Linked DNA regions of Mus musculus: region 2 is linked to region 1. A link is a contact called in public HiChIP or PLAC-seq data. All regions are on one chromosome and are shown on one strand. Each heading gives the region's core, a stretch centred on a gene start, on an enhancer-like site or on the middle of the called end of the contact. The rest is flanking DNA. Distances are from core to core; before and after follow the strand shown.

The links. HiChIP or PLAC-seq counts read pairs in DNA pulled down with a chosen protein or histone mark.
Region 2: a contact with region 1 is called in an H3K27ac HiChIP or PLAC-seq map of embryonic stem cells, with 11 read pairs. The contact joins the enhancer-like site here to the promoter of Tcl1 in region 1. A contact is called at or near these places in 1 of 39 promoter capture datasets (pre-B cells), 1 of 15 datasets of contacts at CTCF or cohesin (embryonic stem cells), 4 of 484 Hi-C or Micro-C datasets (embryonic stem cells and stem cell-derived cardiac mesoderm), 9 of 115 datasets of contacts at active chromatin or transcription factors (double positive thymocytes and embryonic stem cells) and 4 of 9 other capture datasets (adipose tissue, embryonic stem cells, liver and 1 more).

Annotation. Positions count from the first base shown.
Region 1 is chr12:105,221,253-105,224,152 of GRCm38.p6, forward strand. It overlaps Tcl1 (T cell lymphoma breakpoint 1), which reads right to left and starts at 1,485. Exons shown (of 4, transcript NM_009337.3): 1 at 1,281-1,485. The coding sequence starts at 1,400.
Region 2 is chr12:105,257,572-105,260,472 of GRCm38.p6, forward strand. No RefSeq gene overlaps it. Among named protein-coding and RNA genes, the nearest start is that of Tcl1, 36 kb to the left of the region's middle. Within about 2 kb of position 1,525, at least 11 of the 459 cell types and tissues checked have an H3K27ac peak or open chromatin away from gene starts, as enhancers often do. A contact at or near this core is called in embryonic stem cells, where this site is marked.

The sequences.
Region 1 (2,900 bases), core at 235-2,734:
CTACTTTCTCTCCCCTCAGAACTCATCGCCAGCCTCGCCACTGCACTGGCTACCCCATTCCCCATTGTATCACCTTCCCAAGAATAGGACTCCTACCATACTGTACCCTGCAAGCCCTCAGAGCAGACCAGTGTGTGGGCCTTACACTAAGCACTCACACGAGCTCACACGAGTGTGGTTCCCCCCCCACCCCCAAGGCGAGAACAGTCCCTGAGGAGATCAGGTGAATCTGTTAAGTCAGATGGTGGTGCCAGGTGTGTAAGCGCCACCATTCACAGCCCATGAGTCAATAATCGAACCGCTGTTATCAATTACTCTCTTTTCCTTATTAATACAAGTGAACGCTCACATGTTTAAAACCCTGGCTTCCTCAGTCATGGGAAACAAACCCTGCCCTGCCGTTTGCTACCAGGCTCCTGATCAGACAGCGCCTATCACAGCTCTGGGCTATTCTCTGGTTCATGGTTTGGGTGAAAAAGCTTGCCGTTAACCTGATATTTAAAAGAAATATCCACCCATGTTGTCTTCACACATCTGACTTAACGTTAAAAAAAAAAAAAGAAAAGAAAAACCAACTAGATATATGTAAATTTAGCATTGTAAAATGACAACAAGAGTGTAAATTCAAGAGCCCAGAATTGTGGCTCCATCGTTTGCTAGCGGTGCCCCGAGTCCGCGAGGCTCGCAAGCTCCACCCTCTGCTAGCGGCACCCCATGTCTGCATCTGCGTCTGTGAGGCTCACAAGCCCCACCTTGGTTGGAGTGGAGACAGTTCCCAGGTCCTAGCGCTTCACACACAATCTCAGCAGTTTGCTTTTAAAGCGTTCTTTGGCTTTACAAGTGGAACACTTTTCCGGAAGGTGCCTCTAGAAGAGATTTCTTTTGAACACCAACATTAAGGCCCATACCGAGGCTTCCGCACGCAAAACGAGGTTAAATCGTATTACTGACAGTGGATACTACTAGCTACCTTAAAGATATTCCAATTTTGTGGTTTAGGAAAGCCTTGTTTCACCCCGAATGATAGTCACACACACTCACACACACACACACACACCAGGCAACGTGGGAGAGGGGCTTGTCCACTGAGCTCGGGGCGCTCCCACCCTCCTCCAGGCCCACAGGCCCGAGTCAAACGACGTTCATCTGAGGTCTCCCTAGCCCTCCTGTTTCAGGCACAAGGGACCCTCTGTATCCTGGTCTCCTGCTACCAGCATCCCCCAGACCCAGACAGGGCATATCCCTGCTGCCCCACCTGCTAGCCCCATGGCGGTTGGTACCTTGATGACTACGGGCAGCCAGCTTCGACGAAACTCATCCAAGTACACGTGCTTCTCCCAGATCCACAGGCGGTTGGGGTGTGCAGGTGTCTCTGCCCTGTGTGCCCGCTGGGTAGCCATGGCATCCGATAAGAGCAAGAAGCAGAAAATTGCAATGCCAGTCCGTGATAAAACTGCTTCCTACACGGTGAGCATGAGAAACGCGTCTATTTATCACTACCAGGTGTGGGCCTGTGCCCCCTGGAGCGAGGCAGGGCGGAACGGGGCGGGGCAGAGTAGTGTGGGTGGGGCGAACCACAAGGATGGTATGCAGGACAACAACGTGGACTTCTGGAACAGGGGCAAGGTCTAGGCTTGCAGACCTGACCCCATCAAACCTAGGGTTCTTCAAGGCCCCCAGAAGATCTTGTTTTTCTCCAGGTACACCCGGCCACAGGAAAGGTCCTGTCAGGAAACACTGCCCTATGCTTCCCTTATGGTGAGACCCCTAGTCAGCTACTTTGTGTGACTGCTCAAGCCACACCCCGATGGCAGGCCATTCACTGCGAGGTCCATCTACATATCTTCCTCCCGGGTTCTCTCTGTCACCTTCAGTCTGTCCTTTTTGGGTGTCCCAGTTTCCTTTGCAAAGTTCAGTCCCCTCCCTCTTTGGCACATGACTTTTTCCATGGCTCTGACGAGGCGGCTGTGGCCTTGCGAAACCTACTTTTGAAAACATGGGTTTGCTGTCTTTGTGCTCGGACTTAGTGAACGCATCATTCCAGACCCATGCCTAAAAAGAAACCCTCCCAGCCCAAGATCAATGGGTTTGGAAAGTCTCTGAGTTGCTCAATCAAAACTGTCTCATTGTAAACAAATAAGGAAAAACAACCTCTCTTTATTTTACAGTAACTCGTGTCCATTAAGGCAATTAAGAAATTAATGGAAAACATGTAAAACCCAGCTCCAGGCGGGTTGCTTCAAACAGCCCTGCAGCTCGCGGTTCTGGGCCTCACCCGCCCGTTCCCTCTCACCCTCTCACTGAGGACCAGTGGAGGAAGCCGTTGGTGGTCTTTGGGAGGTCAGTGAATGATCAGGTGTGGACATCTGGTCAAATCTGCCAGATGTGCCAAGATGGGCTGAGGCCAGCCAGGTGTGTTCAGATTAATTGGGGGGGGGGGGGGGGGAGAAGAAAACAAAGAAAGCCAGGCGTGGTGGCACATGCCTTTAATCACAGCACTTGGGAGGCAGAGGCAGGCAGATTTCTGAGTTCAAGGCCAGCCTGGTCTACAAAGTGAGTTCCAGGACAGCCAGGCCTACACAGAGAAACCCTGTCTTGAAAAACCAAACCAAACCAAACCAAAAAACACCAAAGAAAAGACTGAAACCCAGCAAGCACAGCTCTGAGGGACCTTGGCCTTCAGTATTCAGACTGGAGGCTTTCAGGCTGATTTCCCTGTAGATAGGCTCTTTGTCGCCAGACCCAGAGAGCTGCAGAGAAATGAAGACTTTTGGAATAAGCTTGGTGTGGAGGTTCTGGGTGAGCACAGCCTTAGCAATAAGATGATAATAATAATAATAATAATAATAATTATTATTATTATTATTTGGAGACAAGGTTTCTCTGTATAGCCCTGGCTG
Region 2 (2,901 bases), core at 275-2,774, 36 kb after region 1:
AGCAGAATACCTGTCAGGCTGAGTGAGTGGCACTCACAGGATCACCTCCTGTGCAGTCTCTGAACTGGAGTGTAGATTGACAAAGACACCCTGACAGACATCCCAAAGAGGAGAGTGACGGGTTGGCAGCTCTACACTGTTATTTTTAGATCCCCAGCCTTCTGGGGACCTTTATTTTTCCCCCCTCTGTGCTGGTGGTGTGATTCTAATAACCTTCAGCCACTCTGAAGGACAAAGTCTTTCTCTAGTTGCTGAAAATAGGATTTTGCATCCAAAGGGACCCTAAAAGCCACTTTCCCCTCCTTCAGGTATACCAGGTATTGTGGGACTTCTCCATGGGAGAAAGATATGAGCAAACCTCTCTTTACCCCAGACAGGACACTAATGACAGACTGAAGAAACTGTTCCACCTGTGTCTATCTTAGCAAATAATAAGTTCATAGAGGCTACTTATAGGAGCATGGATAGCTCAGAGGCGGCTGAATCATGACAAAAGCCCCTTCCAGCATAGGCAGTGACTCAGAAAAGCCCTATCTCTAGAGCTTACTGTAGGACTTGAAGGAGCTAAGTGGGAGAGACTTCTCTCACAACAATTGCTACTGTTTATACCACCTTGGGGAGGGCCTTTGTGGATCTTGAAAGTTTCAGGAGCTTCCTGGGTCTTGTAAGTTTTATGTACTTCCTGAATCTAATACAATGTTTCAAGTCAGAGGAAACCGAAAATCAAAGCTACAAAGTAATTAAGAAAACTGAAGCTCAGAAAGATCGAATGCAGCCCTGCTCTCAACTCTACCTGTGTTTTGTGAGGTTGGCAAAGTGCTCTTTAAAGATTCAACAGTGGGTTGGGGAGATAGCAGTGGGAGTAAATTGTCTGTTGTGCAAACATGAAATCCCTGTTTGGATTCCCAACATCCACAAACCTCAGCCAGGTAGGAAAGAATGTCTCTGTAACTCTGGTGCTGGGGGTCGGAGATGATCTATCTCAGGGCTCACTGACCAGCCAGTCTAGCAAAACAGAAACCGTCTCAAAGAATAAAATGGACAATAATTGAGGAAAACGCCCAATTTTTGAACTCTGGCTTAACAAACACATACACACTTACTCAGAGACACACACAGACACAACAACACACATCGCGACTTGCATGGGACAGGTTCAGTGGGTGACTCTCTCGCTTAGTGCCCGATAAAGATTCTGATGAGTCTGCTGTGGAGTTATTTATACCTTTTACTACCTTGGTAGACCTGCACTTCAGTCTTCAAAATGAAGAAGCCATTTTTTCCCAGTCCAAATGGGGGCCTGTCATACTGCTACAGTCGTGCTAGGAGCTACTGGGAAGCTTCAAAGCAGAGAGTTAAGTAGGGCATACAAAAGCCACACACCACTTATTTATCGATCTCTGGATAGAGCGCCCTCTGTTGGTCACGACTGGTATTGCACGGAGCCATCTGTTTATGTTATCACGTGTTTGTCCTACGAAATAGATGTGTGAGCTCTACTGTCCTAAGCACGGTTCCAAAGGTGGGCTAAACGGTGAGTAAGGAAATCACAGCTCCCCACTGACATGTTGACAGATGAGTGGCAAAACAAGTGTTCCAGAAGTGGTGGCTGCCCCGTTAGGTGGAAATCCTGGTCACCAAAGAAGAGTTTGTCTGGAGACCTCTCAGCAGAGCTGGTACTGGGGTTGGGGAGGAGAGAAATGGAGTCTGCCCGTCTCATCTACTATCCTCTGGGTAGCTATTGAAACTAAACATTGCTGTAGCTCCAGGGAATGGAATGAAGCTCTTCGGAGTCTAGTGGGGGAAGGGCAGAGCCCCCCAGAGCACCTATAGCAGCAACAGCAAGGAATGACAGTGACCAGGCATTTTGTTGCTAAGTTTATATCAACCGTATGTTTAGAGGGACACCTGCATGATTCAGATGTAAATGTAGAGCAGTTGAACCTCTGGCCGAGCCACTCCTTCCCTCCCCCTCTCCCCTCCCCTCTTCTCTCTCCCCTCCCCTCCCCTCTCTCCCCTCTCTCCCCTCTCTCCCCTCCCCTCTCTCCCCTCCCCTCCCCTCCCCTCCCCTCCCCTCCCCTCCCCTCCTTCCCTCCCCTTCCCCCCCCTCCCCGCCCCTTCCTCCTCCACATTTCTGTTGTTTCAATTTCCTAGTTTATATGAATAGAGAGGCAATAGAGTCCTTTTGGGTCCTTTTGGCGCGTGCCAAGGAGCGGGATTGTTGGGTCATGTGGCAGATGCACCTTGAGCTTTTTGGGGATACTCCACAGCGATTTCCACGTTGGCAATAGAAGTTTGGGAGGCCATCAGAAGGGGTACGTATTCCTCTTTCCTCACATCCTTGATGTCAGTCATTCTGACAGGGGTGAGGGAGATCTCCAAGTAGTTTCAATGTGCCTTTTCCTGATTGCTAAGGACCTTGAGCAATTTTTGAGATATTTCTTAGCCATTTTTGCTTCTTCTTTTGAGAACTCTATGTTCGGGACTATACTCTTTTTTTTTTTTTAAGCTTTCTCATCTGTTTTCTTTATTGTTTTTTTTTTTCTTAAATCTTTTAAAAAGATTTACTTATTTATTTTATGTATATGAGTGCTCAATCCCATGTACACCTACATTCAAGAAGAGGGCATCAGATCCCATTAGAGATGGTTGTGAGACACCGTGCAGTTGCTGGGAATTGCTCTGAACCTCTGAGCCATCTCTCCAGCCCTTGATTGTGTTTCTAGCCCTTTACATGTTCTGAATATTAATCCTCTATGAGATGTGTAGTTGGCAAAGATCCTCTTCTGGCCTTTGGGTTTCCTTGGTTGATGGCTTCCTCTGCAGACAGAAGCGTTTACATTTTATAAGGTCCCATTTGTCACATGATGGCCTTAGTTCCAGGCAAATGGAAGCCTCCTC